2 separate regions of the Sus scrofa genome follow, and region 1 is linked to region 2. Evidence: chromatin contacts called from public promoter capture Hi-C data. All regions are on one chromosome and are shown on one strand. Each heading gives the region's core, a stretch centred on a gene start, on an enhancer-like site or on the middle of the called end of the contact. The rest is flanking DNA. Distances are from core to core; before and after follow the strand shown.

What was found. Promoter capture Hi-C pulls out the DNA fragments that hold promoters and counts their contacts.
Region 1: a contact with region 2 is called in a promoter capture Hi-C map of liver, with 6 times the contacts expected there. The contact joins two enhancer-like sites. A contact is called at or near these places in 1 of 5 promoter capture datasets (liver) and 6 of 47 Hi-C or Micro-C datasets (embryonic fibroblasts, liver and omental adipose tissue).

Annotation. Positions count from the first base shown.
Region 1 is chr4:38,448,178-38,450,877 of Sscrofa11.1, forward strand. All of the region lies in intron 1 of LOC102163076 (a long non-coding RNA gene), which reads right to left. Among named protein-coding and RNA genes, the nearest start is that of NIPAL2, 42 kb to the right of the region's middle. Within about 2 kb of position 1,269, at least 1 of the 83 cell types and tissues checked has an H3K27ac peak or open chromatin away from gene starts, as enhancers often do. A contact at or near this core is called in liver, where this site is marked.
Region 2 is chr4:38,313,022-38,315,721 of Sscrofa11.1, forward strand. The region is part of intron 2 of LOC110260251 (a long non-coding RNA gene); the gene reads right to left. Among named protein-coding and RNA genes, the nearest start is that of KCNS2, 60 kb to the right of the region's middle. Within about 2 kb of position 1,325, at least 4 of the 83 cell types and tissues checked have an H3K27ac peak or open chromatin away from gene starts, as enhancers often do. A contact at or near this core is called in liver, where this site is marked.

The DNA.
Region 1 (2,700 bases), core at 19-2,518, 140 kb after region 2:
CCATTTCTTTCAAAATCTGAATCCTTTTTTCCTTCTCATTGCTGTGACATCACCCTTTGGGGAAACCAGCTGCTCCCTCTTTAACATACAACTTTACTTTTAATTTTTTACTTTTTTTTGTCTTTTGTATTTTTAGGGCCTCACCCATGGCATATGGAGATTCCCAGGCTAGGGGTCAAATCAGAGCTGTAGCTGCTGGCATATGCCATAGGTACAGCAACTCGGGATCCAAGCCATGTCTGCAATGTACACCACAGCTCACATCACCACCAGATCCTTAACCCACTGAGCGAGGCCAGGGATTGAACCTGCGTCCTCATGCATACCAGTCAGGTTCGTTAACCACTGAGCCACAACAGAATTCCAAGCTTAGAGAACTTTAAAAACATGAAGGCCTCTATTAGGAATATCAGTAAGACAGTTGATCCTTTCTACCGAAAAAGACACAAAAAAACTGAGCAGGGGTCACACAGGTGAGGAAGAAATACTTTTCATATCTCAACAATCAGACATATCTCTCAAAGGCCATCCAACTACCCTTGGACTCTCCTTCTCTCAGAAGGTTGCCATGTGGGTTTCAGCCTATTCTGGGACATTCTGCTCCAGTCCTTGACTCTCTGGCTTTCCTCCTTCTATTACCTAGGGAAGGCCCCAACCACCTCTTCCCTCAAGTGTCATGTTATTGCCTCACATGGCTTCTCTTCTTTAAATCCAGGCTTCATACTGAAGCAAAAGTCAAATCAGGTATTAAGCAAAGGCTACCATACACCCCCCAAAAAACGGCTTAAAACCTTCACTCCTTCCCATGCAGAAGGCTTCCACTACTTAACCTGCCTCTCCATCTCTCCAAACTCATCTCCCATCATCCCCAGTTTCGGTAATAACAGACCACTGGTTTCCATGCATCTGTTCATGCTACTCCTCTACCTGGACGCCCTTTTCTCCCCCAACCCCTTCCCTGCCCACCCCTCTTCAGGCGACCAACTCTGGTTATCCTTTGACACTCAGCTCAGATATCATATCTCCTGACTCTGCTTCTATCTCCTAGCAAAGGCTGGATTGGTACCCCTCTAGTGGGCACCTGCAGTACTAGCTAGTATCTTAGTATGTGCAACATTGCATTGAAATTGTCAGCTGACATGGCTCTAAATGACTTTACAGTCCTTAAAATTGGGACTGTAGCTTTTTCACCTCTGTGTCCCAGCCCCACTACACCAAGCCCTCAATAAATATTTACTGAACAGATTCAGACTGAGAAGGGGATGTGGATTTGGGGGATACTTATTTCTTCACAAGTGATCTGTTTGCCTGTGTCTGAGTTCCCTATGACTGGGGCTAGTAAAAGTAAAACTACCAGTAGATCAATCCTTTTTTTGTTTGTTTTTTTAGGGCTGCACCCAAAGCACATGGAGGTTCCCAGGCTAGCCACCTGGGAGCTGTGGCCGCCAGCCTACGCCATAGCCACAGCAATGCCAAATCCGAGCTGCATCTGCAAACTATACCACAGCTCACAGCAACACCAGATTCTTAACCCACTGAGTGAGGCCAAGGATTGAACCTGTGTCCTCATGGATACTAGTTGGGTTCGTTAACCACTGAGCCATGACGGGAACTCCTACTAGTAGATCAATCTTAGTCAAATAATTAATTATTATATATTTATCGAGCATCTGCTATGTGCCGAGCATTCTGAACAATTGCACAATTGTACTCAGAGGCTCCCATCTTCACAGAGATGAAAACTTTGATAAATTTTTCTGGAAGTTAGAAATAACATTACTTACAACACATTTTTAATAGAAAAAACATTTAAAAATTTATTTTATTTTTTTTATTTTGTCTTTTTTGCCATTTCTAGGGCCGTTCCCATGGCATATGAAGGTTCCCAAGCTAGGGGTCTAATCAGAGCTGTAGCCACCGGCCTACGCCAGAGCCACAGCAATGCCAGATCCGAGCCGTGTCTGCAACCTACACCACAGCTCACGGCAACACTGGATCCTTAACCCACTGAGCGAGGCCAGGGATCAAACCCACAACCTCATGGTTCCTAGTCGGATTCGTTAACCACTGAGCCACGACGGGAACTCCTGAAAATTCTTTTTTCCCCTTTACGTGTCTGAAAATGTTTAATTATTAGCTTGCCCAAGGTTCCCAAGCCACAGGGTTCTGGATTTTGTTTGGCAGCCACAGTCTGACTGTAAGGACTGAGAAAATCAAATGAAGACAAAGCATTATAAGGGAATGTTATTTTCAGGCAATAAAAAGAGCCCAGAACTAGAAAAGCAACTACAGACCAGAGGAGGGGAAGATGAAGACCTGTTTCTTTTGTTCTTTTGAGAAAAGAAAAAAAAAAAAAAAAAACATTGAATGACCCACTTAGAGTGGTTGTGTGGAATATCTGCTTCCAAAGCAGGGATTTCATGACCTTCTGTCAGTGGTTCTCAAACAGGGGTGATTTTGGCCTGCCCCCGACCCTGGACATTAGGCAATATCTGTAGATTTTTGGCCATCACATCTTCAGTGAGGGATAGTCTACTGGCATCAACCTATCAGATGGAGGCCAGGGACACTGGTAAACATCCTGCAATGCAAGGACAGAGTCCACAACAAAGAATTATCCAGCCCCAAATGTCAATAATGTTGAGACTGAGAAACCCTGCCATATATCAGAGAGTAGGATGACACTAAGTACATTCCAAA
Region 2 (2,700 bases), core at 75-2,574:
CATGAAAAAGACTTCAGAGTAATGACAGTAAAGATGATCAAAAACCTCAGAAAAAAACTTGGAAGCAAGTATCAATAAATTATAAGAAACATTTAACAAAGAAATGTAAGTTTTAAGTTTAAACAAGCAGAGATGAAAACACAATAACTGAAATAATTCACTAGAAGGGACCAACAGCAGAATACAGGAGGCAGAATAAGCAAGGTAGATGACAAACTGATGGAAATCACTGATGCAGAACAGAATAAAGAAACAAGAATGAAAAGAAATGAGGACGGGATGGAGAAAAGATGACATAGTAGTACAATGTGAAACTCACCTGCTCTCACAAATACATCAAAAATACATCTACCTGTGGAACGATTTGCATGGAAATTTTGATGAACACTGGCAAAAAAATCTCAGGATCCTGACAGAGCAAGAAAAATCTTCACTCAGCTGAGCAGGACAAAAGAAAAAACATGAGCAAGAAAGTGGAATGGGACCCCTAGGAGGGAGCTGGGAATAAGAAAAGCTCCTGCACCCTGCGAAGTGCCTCCACCAGTGGGAAGATCAGCTGGAACAACGGAGAAATTTTAGAGTCTTGAAGGAGAACAGAACAATCAGTTTGAAGCAATTAAAATGGAAACAGACCTCCACGAATGGTCAGTGCTAGTGCCCTGCACTTCCCAACCACTTGCTGGTATGGGCAGGGCTTGGGAAATCAAACTTTGGACTTTAGAGATCAGACTCAGGGACGGGGAGAGAGAACAGGGGCTGGCTATGCAGGTAAAAGAAAACTGGAATTGGCTGCATGGTAACAGCCTGGAGGAACTAGAGTCTAGGGTGATCATTTTGTAGGGTGTAAACTGAGGAAACCCAGATGGGCTTGAATGCCAGGCAACATTGTTTAGGGGTGCAGGAAGGAAAGGGTGGGATCCACCACCACAGCCTTGTTCCCTATGCACACCACGTGCTCCAGCTCCCACTTTGAGCACTTTGAGCAGGTGCTGCCTAGCAACAGCTGGAGAGAAGCCTCTCACCTTGGGGCTTTAGAGAGCACTCCCAAGAGCAGCCCAGCAAAAGGACTGACCGCTGGAACAGCGCACATACCCTGTGTGTCAACAGAGCACTGCCTAGTAATAGCTAAAGAGCAGCTCCTGCCCTTGGGGCTACACGGAGTGCTCCTACAAGCAGCCCAGCAAAGGGATTGACTGCAGGAATGGTGCCCAAACTCACAGCTTCAGAGAGCTCTCCTGCAAGTGGCCCAGCCAGGGGAGGTACCAAGGGAACAGTGTCTGTTGCCACGACTAAAGAGAGAAGTCCAGAGAACCTTACTGGCAAAGGGAGGGACTACAGGAGCAGCTGCTGATATTGCCAGCTACAGGAAACTATCCTGACAGCTGCCTGGTAATGGAATGCTGGCACCTGCTACAAAAGCAGTCCAGTGAACCATGAACCCTAGTAGCCAACTGAATCCAGGAGAAACACTGTATTATCACTGCTCATATCACATCCTCTGGGTACATGTGAGCCACCACCACTGCCAAGAACTCCAGAACAGGGGACCAGCTGCTACATCTATACAGGGGACCACAAACATAGAAAGTTAGACAATAGGAGATGACAAAGAAATAGCTTCAGAAAAAGGAACAAGATAAAAGTGCACAAAAACAATTAAATGAAAAGGAGATGGGCAATCTACTGGAAAAAAGAATTCAGAGTGATCAAAGTAAAGATGATCCAAAATATCAGAAAAAGAATGGAGGCACAGATGGAGAGGTGATAAGAAATGTTTAACAGGAGTTCCCGTCGTGGCGCAGTGGTTAACGAATCCGACTAGGAACCATGAGGTGGTGGGTTCGGTCGCTGCCCTTGCTCAGTGGGTTAACGATCCGGCGTTGCCATGAGCTGTGGTGTAGGTTGCAGACGCGGCTCAGATCCCACGTTGCTGTGGCTCTGGCGTAGGCCGGTGGCTACAGCTCCAATTCAACCCCAAGCCTGGGAACCTCCATATGCCGCAGGAGCGGCCCAAGAAATAGCAACAACAACAACAACAAAAAAAAAAAGACCAAAAAAAAAAAAAAAAAAGAAATGTTTAACAGAGCTAGAAGATTTAAAGAACAAAACTAGGATGAGTATCACAATATCTGAAATGAAAAATACACTAGAAAGAATCAATGGCAGATAATGGAGGCAAAGAGTGAATAAGTGAGGTGGAAGACAGGGTGGTGGAAATCTGTGCCACAGAAAAGAATAAAGAAAAGGAGAGTGAAAAGAATTGAGGAGAGTCTAAGAGGCCTCTGGGACAACATTAAATGTACCAAAATTCGTATCATACAGGTAACCATGAGAAGAAGAGGCCAGAGAAAATCTTTGAAGAGATTATAGCTGAAAACGTCCCTAATAAGGAAAAGGAAACACTCAAGTTGAGGAAGCACAGAGAATCCCATTCAGGATAAATCCAAGCAGAAACACACAGAGCCAATACTAATCAAACTGACAAAATTAAATACAAGAAAAAGAGCATTAAAAGTCACAAAGGAAAAGCAACAAATAGCATACAAGGGAATCCCCATAAGGATAACAACTGCTTTTTGAGCAGAAACTCTGCAGGCCAGTAGGGAGTGGCACAATATACTTAAAGTAATGAAAGGCGGGGGGGGGACTCCAACCAAGAATACTCTACCCAACGAGGCTCTCATTCAGATTTGAAGGACA